2 separate regions of the Sus scrofa genome follow, and region 1 is linked to region 2. A link is a contact called in public Hi-C data. All regions are on one chromosome and are shown on one strand. Each heading gives the region's core, a stretch centred on a gene start, on an enhancer-like site or on the middle of the called end of the contact. The rest is flanking DNA. Distances are from core to core; before and after follow the strand shown.

What was found. Hi-C and Micro-C count contacts between places; a contact is called where the count stands out from the background.
Region 1: a Hi-C map of embryonic fibroblasts shows a contact between it and region 2, with 2.1 times the contacts expected there. The contact joins two enhancer-like sites. A contact is called at or near these places in 1 of 5 promoter capture datasets (liver), 3 of 47 Hi-C or Micro-C datasets (embryonic fibroblasts, fetal heart ventricle and skeletal muscle) and 2 of 2 datasets of contacts at active chromatin or transcription factors (alveolar macrophages and skeletal muscle).

The regions. Positions count from the first base shown.
Region 1 is chr7:39,068,078-39,072,235 of Sscrofa11.1, forward strand. No RefSeq gene overlaps it. Among named protein-coding and RNA genes, the nearest start is that of TMEM63B, 68 kb to the right of the region's middle. Within about 2 kb of position 1,589, at least 28 of the 83 cell types and tissues checked have an H3K27ac peak or open chromatin away from gene starts, as enhancers often do. A contact at or near this core is called in embryonic fibroblasts, where this site is marked.
Region 2 is chr7:38,843,454-38,847,382 of Sscrofa11.1, forward strand. No RefSeq gene overlaps it. Among named protein-coding and RNA genes, the nearest start is that of TRNAV-AAC, 92 kb to the left of the region's middle. Within about 2 kb of position 1,993, at least 12 of the 83 cell types and tissues checked have an H3K27ac peak or open chromatin away from gene starts, as enhancers often do. A contact at or near this core is called in embryonic fibroblasts, where this site is marked.

The sequences.
Region 1 (4,158 bases), core at 339-2,838, 220 kb after region 2:
CAGAGCTTCTGCCAAGAGCCCGCTGCCGGCTGCTGCTGAGTCTGTGCTCGCCAGAGCGGGGGGAGGCGGGCAGACAATGGACCCCACAGCCCAGCCTCCCGGCCTTGGCCCCTTGAGCTGGGCAGGCAGCTGCTGGCCAAAGCAGCCGCCTCCGCTGGCCCCTCACGTAGCCCACGTCCTGCCTGCTGGGTGGGCCTTATCACCGGGTACGTGCCAGGAGCTCACATGCCCACACTCTGCTGTGGGGAGAGGAGTGGAGACCCGAGATGGATGGAACCCATGGGAAGTAAGGCTTCCTGCTTCCCCCTGCACCCCCCAAACTCCCAAGGAGGGGCCTGAGAGCCCCTTGGGGAATGTCCCACCCCCAGAGAGACCTTAGCCCCATCTTGCCAAGTCCAAACTCTCAATCACTCTTAGACCGAGGGAGGGTTGGGGTTGGGGAGAAGGAAGAGGCCAACATCTTCATAGAATTACTTGGGGTGACCAACTCACAAATACCAATTATACCTCAATGTAAGTACTATGACATTACACCCATGGGGAAACAGAGGCTCAGAGAGGTTGTATAACTTTCCCACAACCACACAGCTGGTAAGGACAGAGTCAGGATTCGAACCATGGGGCCAAAGCAGGTCCAACAGAACCCAGCAGGAGCAGGGACAGGACTGGGCAATATTCAGCCTCCCGCCTCACGGGAATGAAGGCTTTGAGGTCTGACAGACGCGGGTTCAAGGCTGGGAGCCGCATGCTCTTGGCCAAGTGAAGTCCCTCTCTGGGCCAACTTTTCTCATCCATTAAATGGACACAGCGATGCCACGAGGAAAGACACAGTGCTATCTCCCCACACACCCCCACCTCACAGAGCTCAGGCTGTCCTTCCATCGAGCAACTAGAATGTCCCCTGTCTGGTCTGTGGAAGCCCACCAGCCCAGGCACCCTTGAGCCAAACCCACAGAGCCACTCCAGCCCCTGGCACTTGGGCTCTGCTGCAAGTCACTCACTTATCCAGCCAGGCAACCCCAATGGCATGGCTGGCTCCGCTCGAGCACTGTCGTCATTTACCTCCCGGAGGCTATTGGGTTCTTCCTGTCTTCTCTCCCCAAGACTGTGAGCACCTGCAGGGGGCGCTGAGGACAACGGGCTGAGGGCAGAGGCGCGGCTCCCCATCAGATCAGAGTATCTGAAGGAAGACAGGAGAAGTGTTACATCAGACACCCCAAGCAGAGGCTGAGCAAGCCACGCCATCCAGGCTACCTGGCTGGGGAACATGCGTGGTTGGATCCTGCCCGTGTTTCCAGACTGCCACCCAGGAGCTGTGTGCCCCTGAGCAGGTCTCTCGCCCTCTCTGAGCCCGATTCCTCACTTGCCAAGTGGAGACCACATTCCCCACGCACATCCCAGGCTCGTGAAGTTACAAGGAAGCCACGTGGGTGACACACTCCTTCCTCATAATCTCTGCTAGTGGATTAGGAGCAGAGTCTGCGTGTGTGGGCAGGGAGGGGGCCGTGCTGACGGGGAGGACAAGGGAGACAGGCACAGACGTCAGAGAAGCAGAGAAGCAGAGAACCAGAGGGGTTTCCCCATCATGATGTGCGGCCTGAGGCTGCTCCGGCAGAGGAAGAAAGGCTGAGGTGCTGAGTCACGGGCCAGGCTGGAGCTGCTGGGAATCTGCTCCCTTCCCAGCCACTGAGAGTGAAATGACCACAGGAGGGACCACAGGAGACACAGGGAAGCCTCAATGAATGGGGCGGTGGCCCAATACGATGGGAAGGGAATTGTGGCAGACGCTGGGGGAGGCAGCCTGAGGGTGAGACTCAGCTCTGACTTGACCGGGACCCCGGGGGTGACAGAGACCCGCAGCCCTGACCTCGGGGAGCCCCAGTCTTATGGGGAGAGAGAGGAAGTCAGCCTTCAGGGAACTCCTGATCTGTTGGGGAAGTGGTGCTGACGTCTGCCGCAGGGAGTTACCGTGTGATGGGCAGACTCAGCCCCTGTCCTTGGGGAGCCCCAGCTACGTCTGAGGGACCACTGTTCCTGTCTTCCTTCGGACCCTCTAATCTGGTGGGGCAGACGTGGCCTCTGCCCTCTGTCTTAGCATTCCAGCTTCAGCGAAGGTGTGCAGGCACAGGTGAACCCGCGGTGCAGAGGCCCTGCTCTTACCCTGGGGACCACCTGCCTGATCGGGGGAGATAACAGCTCGCAGTAGGGAGAGAGTCCTTGGTCCCGCCCAGGGCAAGGGGTCCTCCCCAGAAGTGCTTCCAAGCTCCTGGACACAGAGGGCGGAGGGAGACACGAGTGCTACCACATCTGGTCTGGAGTGGCTGGGCTCGCTGCCCCAAACAGCTGGGCCACATCTGGCTTCCAGACACCCACCTCTTTCTCAGTGATTCACTCCGCCCCCCGTGTCTGCCAAGATGGGGTGATGTGGGCTGCACTCGCTTCCCACACGCATGCGCCACCCAAACCTGAGGCAGGGCTGGGGGCAGTGAGCACCTGTTCTTGTCCTGGCTCTCATGTCCCTTTGCCACTGTTGTCGGGGTGAGGGGTGTCCAAGGTCACCCTTGATTCACCGTGACTCGGTCGCCCTGCCTGGAACTCTCACACTCTGGCTACACAGACTTTATGCATGATGGTGAGCGGCCCTGGAGTCAGCACGGAGGAGGCTGCAGAGCCAGCCTGGCGTGCCCAATGCTCCAACCAACCCTCCCTGGGGAAGGAAAGCTCCCGGAGAGCAGAGAATGGGGCTGGGGGGACAAGCAACTCCAGGGAGGGAGCAAGTAGGGAACACATGTCATTTCCCCACCAAACGGGGCTCCCTGAGTCAGGGCTGTGCCTCCCCTCAGACTGGGGCTCTCTGAGTCAGGGCTGCGTCTCCCTCTCAGACCGGGATTCCCTGAGGGCATGGCTATGTCCCCCCTCAGACTGGGGCTCCCTGAGGCAGGGCTGTGTCTTTCTCATCAAACTGGATCTAAACTGGGCCTCCTGAGCTCTTGAACAGGTGACTCATCCACCATCTGCATCCCTGGGGTTTTCAGGCTGGTTGGAGAGTTGGAGGTGGGAAGGAGCAACTTCCCAACAAACCCTATCCTGAGGGAGACGGATTATACTCGCTGACGGGGGCTTCCTCAGAGAGCAGCTGGCTCCCAAGTCACCCACTCATCTCACCAGGGGGTCCCTCCCACTGTCTAGCCCCTGTCTCTCATGCTGGGCAGAGTGGACCCACAGGACATGTACAGGGCCTGGTGCGGTCCAGCTGAGAGAACTGGCACTCTCTGGCATCTGGCTGCCCTCAGCTGCAGGTGTCTGCAGGTCCCGTTCCTTCAAGCTCTGCAGTTGAGTGTGGGGAGGGGCAGACGAGCCTGGGGCCATCTGTGGTCTGGGGAGGGCAGGTTAGCCAGGCTTTTGCCACCATGAGTCCAAATCAGCATGGGAAGTGGGTCTCAACTCCTATCCGCTCGACCTTATCCTGCATGTTATCCCCACAGCCAAGAGGTGACCCCAGTGGGTCACTGCGAGGGGGCAGCCCTACCCTGCATGGAAACATTTTGGTAGCGAAGGAAGAAGAAACAGGCTAGATGGGCCTGGGAACCCACACTCTTTTTGTTGTTGTTGTTGTTGTTGTTGCTTTTTAGGGACACACCTGCGGATATGGAGGTTCCCAGGCTAGGGTTGAACTGGAGCTGCAGCTGCCGGCCTACCCCACAGCCAAAGCAACGCTGGATCCGAGCGGCATCTGCGACCTACACCACAGCTCATGGCAATGCTGGATCCTTAACCCATGGAGCGCGGCCAGGAATCGAACCCGTATCCTCCTGGATCCTAGTCCCACCCCACACTCTTAATCACAGTTCTATACATGGAGCAGGGCTCTCCCCAGCCCTCTGCCCCCACTTCTTCCTATTACCTCCTTTCCTCCTGCACCTCTTTCAGAGAAATGAAACACAAAGCCAGGTAGAAACCACATGAGGCCACAGCAGAAGCAAAGGCTTCTGGGTGCTGTTGGAGAGTCTGCCCTCTCCATCTCATGCCAAGAGTAGAGTGTCGCCATGGCTGAGAGCACCCTGAGCTAGCGACCCACTGGGCAGAAGGAGAGACTGAGGCCTGTGACTGTGCAGAGCCAGAGTAGATCCAGGCCTGGAGTAAGCTCTCCAGGCCTGA
Region 2 (3,929 bases), core at 743-3,242:
GGGGTCACGGGCGCGTGGGCCATGTCTGATTGCTCTCTTTACCCACGGCCAACCCAACTATTCCCTCTCCCTGCCTGGCCTTCCCAGCCCCCAGGGAAGGGACACAGAGGGACAGGACAGGCCCCTAGCTCTGCTTGCCCCACACCCCTCGCACCAGGCTCTGCCCAACTGGGGACTGACACACCCCTTCTTCTTTTCTGTCCCCTCCCTGTCTCTCCCTGCTTTTCCTAATTTTGGGCCACTCCACGACATACGGAGCTCCCGGGCAGGGGATCAGATCCTGAGCCATAGTCGCTACCTAAGCCACAGCCACAGCAATGCTGGATCCTTAACCCACTGTGCTGGGCTGAAGATCGAACCTGTATCCCAGCGCTCCCAAGAAGCCACCATTCCCATTGTGCCACAGCGGGAACTCCTCCTCCTGGTCTTGAATGATCTCTAAATTATTTAGGCCCCCATTGAGCCTGGCTTTGGGGTAGTTCCAGGCAGCATTCGAGCTAAACTAGTTTCCTACTCCAAGTCAGCATCCTCTTGGGGAAACTGAGTTCCAGGGGGAGGATAAGGACTTGCCCTGGCTCGCAGACCATCCAGGGCTAAGCTGGGACCAGAACCCACGTGTCCTCAGGCTGGCTGTCTCCTGGGCTTCCTCCAAAACTCTAGGCAGGCCTGGCTGTATAATTTGTCAGGTTCACTGTAAAATGAAAATGCTGTACAGCTTGCTCACAATTAAGAATTTCAAGCTGGGGAGTTCCTGTCGTGGCTCAGTGGTTAACGAATCCGACTAGGGGATTCGATCCCTGGCCTTGCTCAGTGGGTTAAGCCATAGCTCTGATAAGACCCCTAGCCTGGGAACCTCCATATGCCGCGGGAGCGGCCCTAGAAAAGTCAAAAAGAAAAAAAAAAAATAAAAAAGATTTTCAAGCTGATGGACTTCTACTGTGGCGCAGTGGGTTCAGGATCTGATTGTAAGGGCCCAGGTCCCAGTGGAGGCATGGGTTCCATCCCCAGCCCGGTGCAGTGGGCTAAAGGATCTGGCATTATTGCTGTGGCTCAGATTCAATCCCTGGTCCAGGAACTTCCATATGCTAAGGGTGCGGTCATTTAAAAAAAAAAAAGCAAGAATTTCAAGATGATGACAGCAGAGCATTAAACCAAGTGTGGGGCCCTGCTAAACGTGAGCCTTCGTGCAAGGGCATGACTCAGAGAGGACGGAGCCGGCCTGCTCACTAGGAGTGGGGACCCAGCCAGATCGCCCCTGGGGCTTCTGAGGACATGCGCCTCACAGCTGGATGGGTCTCTGAGACAGCCAAAACCATCCTAGTCCCAAGACAAGTAAAATCCCCAGTTTGGGGACCCCGCCTGCACGGAGGAGCAGGGGGTACAAACTCAGGCAGGGAGATGGATTCTGAGGTCTGTCTTGATCAGCAGCTAGATTTTTTTTTTTTTCTTTTTTTTGCTTTTAGGGCCGCACCCAAGGCATATGGAAGTTCCCAGACTAGGGGCCGAATCAGAGCTATGGCTTCCGGCCTATACCACAGCCATAGCAAAGCAGGATCCCAGCCTTGTCTGCGACCTACACCACTGCTCACGGCAATGCTGGATCCTTAACCCAGTGAGCAAGGCCAGGGATTGAGCCCACAACCTCGTGGTTCTAGTCGGATTCGTTTCCGCTGCGCCAAGACGGGAACTTCTAGCTGTTTTAGCTACCTCCCCTGGAAAGTTCTTGGGGGCCTCTGGTTTGGAGGCTGAGGGAGGAGGGGGGCGCCGAGGGAAGGGGGCTGTAGCAGCTCCTACCACCTTTTGCAAAAGGGAGAACAAAGGGGCTTTGCTGGGAGATGTTGGAAGATGAAGCGGCTGGGTCCAGGGCAGACCCAGCAAGCCCCTGGGGGCCTGAATTAGCAGAAGCAGCGACTGAAAGGGGAGAACTGGGGCTCCCGGCCCCCTGACCGAGGCCCCGCCCCCTCGGTCCCCGCCAGGGCCTCCTCACACAGCTAATCTGCTGCTTTGCCTGAGCTCCTGCCTGGGGCCTGTGTGAGAGGCTGGTCTCCTCCACTTAGAGGAGGACCGGAGCCTTCCTGGGGAAGGAGCTGCCTGACCCCTGACCCCTGATCCCAGGGGCACAGCCTCTGAGCAGGCTGGGTGGCCCAATTTGGGCTGACACTTGGCTGAGCTAGGGATGTGAGGTGAAATCACTGCTCCTCCCTGGGCCTCTCCTTTCTGCTGATAAGTGGGCTTCGGGGGCCACCAACTCCTCAGCCACCCCAGGGGTCCTTGAGCTGGTGCCAGCAGGCATGAAGGAAGCCACCTCTCAGTCATGTGGTGCCTGATGGACAAGAGTGTCCCCAACCCAGATGGGACTTTGGGTTCTTGGGCTGATAGATGTCTAATCATTTAATACAAATGAGAAGGGGTTTGAGGTCCCATGATCCGGTCCCCCACTGGCCTTCCCAGTTTTACTTCTTACCACTTCCCATGTTATCACTGATGCTGCAATAACAGCTAGCTGTGCATGCTGTGGTTTTTGTGGCTGCTCTTTCATTCTCTGGAATGCTCTGTCCTGGCTTGCTCTTCTTTTCCTTCTCTCTCTCTTTTTTTTTCTTGGCCATGCCTATGGCAGGGGAAAGTTCCCAAGCCAGGAACTGAACCCACACCACAGCAGTGACCTGCGCTATAGCAGAGACAACACTGGATCCTTAACCCATTGAGCCGCCGGGGAACTCCTCGCTCTTATTTCTTAAGGGCCAGCTCTATTGGCCCCCCTCTCACCCCTCCTTGCGGATCTCAATACGCTCACTAACCTAACAGTCTTTTCTGTGTCTGTGTCTCTCCCAGGATACCACAGGCTTCCTGGGAGCTGGTTTCCCCTGAGCCACAAAGACCTGAGCCTGTGGGCAGCACCTGACGACCAGGATACCTCAGAGCCCATAGGGGAGACAAGGATGACACAGCAAGACAACTACAGAACTGCCTGGGTTCTCAGGGCTGTGGAGAGACTTACAGGGCGACAGGAAAGCACCAGACTGGGGGAGCTGTAATTAGAGGCATCCAGAGGTGAGGGGGGTAGAAGAAGCCGGGAAGGAGCAGAGCATTCCAGGCCGAGGGAACTGAAGGGCTGCGGGTGCTGGAAGGGGAAGGCGGCTGTGTGCAGGAGCTGGGGCCACGGAGAGGGTGGGAGACATGGCTGGGGTGGTCAGGCCCAGCCTCAGAGGCCGTGCAGGGGATTTTAGACCTCGTCTGACGATGAGGGGTGTGAAGTCATTAAGTGGGTTTAAGCGGGTGAAGGAGCGAAGGGGTGCGATTTGCATTTCTAAGGGATCACTTTCGCTGCTGTGTGGAGAGTGGATTAGGAGGCACAAGAGGCTATTGCTGTGGTGAGAGGGGACCGAGAGGGGAACGGACAAATTGAGAGATTTAGGGTGGGAGCTGACAGAACGTGGAGATGGGAGGCTTTGTAGGGACAGGGAGGGGGGCAGGCTCCAGGTTTCCCACTTGCCTGGTCAGTGGCCCTGGGCGGCCTGCATGTACCTTGCGTGACACTGTGGACCCATGTCAGCCAAGAGTGGGGGTGGGGATGTCAGCTCCAGCCTCCCTGCCTCGGAGCAGCCCTGTGGGACAGGAATGTGGGGCCAGGCAGCAGCTGCCCAGCTGTTCTCCCTGTCAGGGTCCCAGGGGACAGGAGGACAGAGCTTCACACGGATGTGGACACCACGTGTGAGCACACGGACCCTTAGACTCACAGACACATTCCCAGCATCCTCTGCGAGGTAGACATTCGAACACTAACCCTGAGACCCAGATTTATACAGGGCGGCCCCATCCCAAACTGCATGCATGTGTTGAGGTGTGTAATTAGATCTATTTAGGGGAAAAATAACCAACACTTGGTGGGGGCTTGGTACGGGCCAGATTTTACACACCTCCTATCCTAT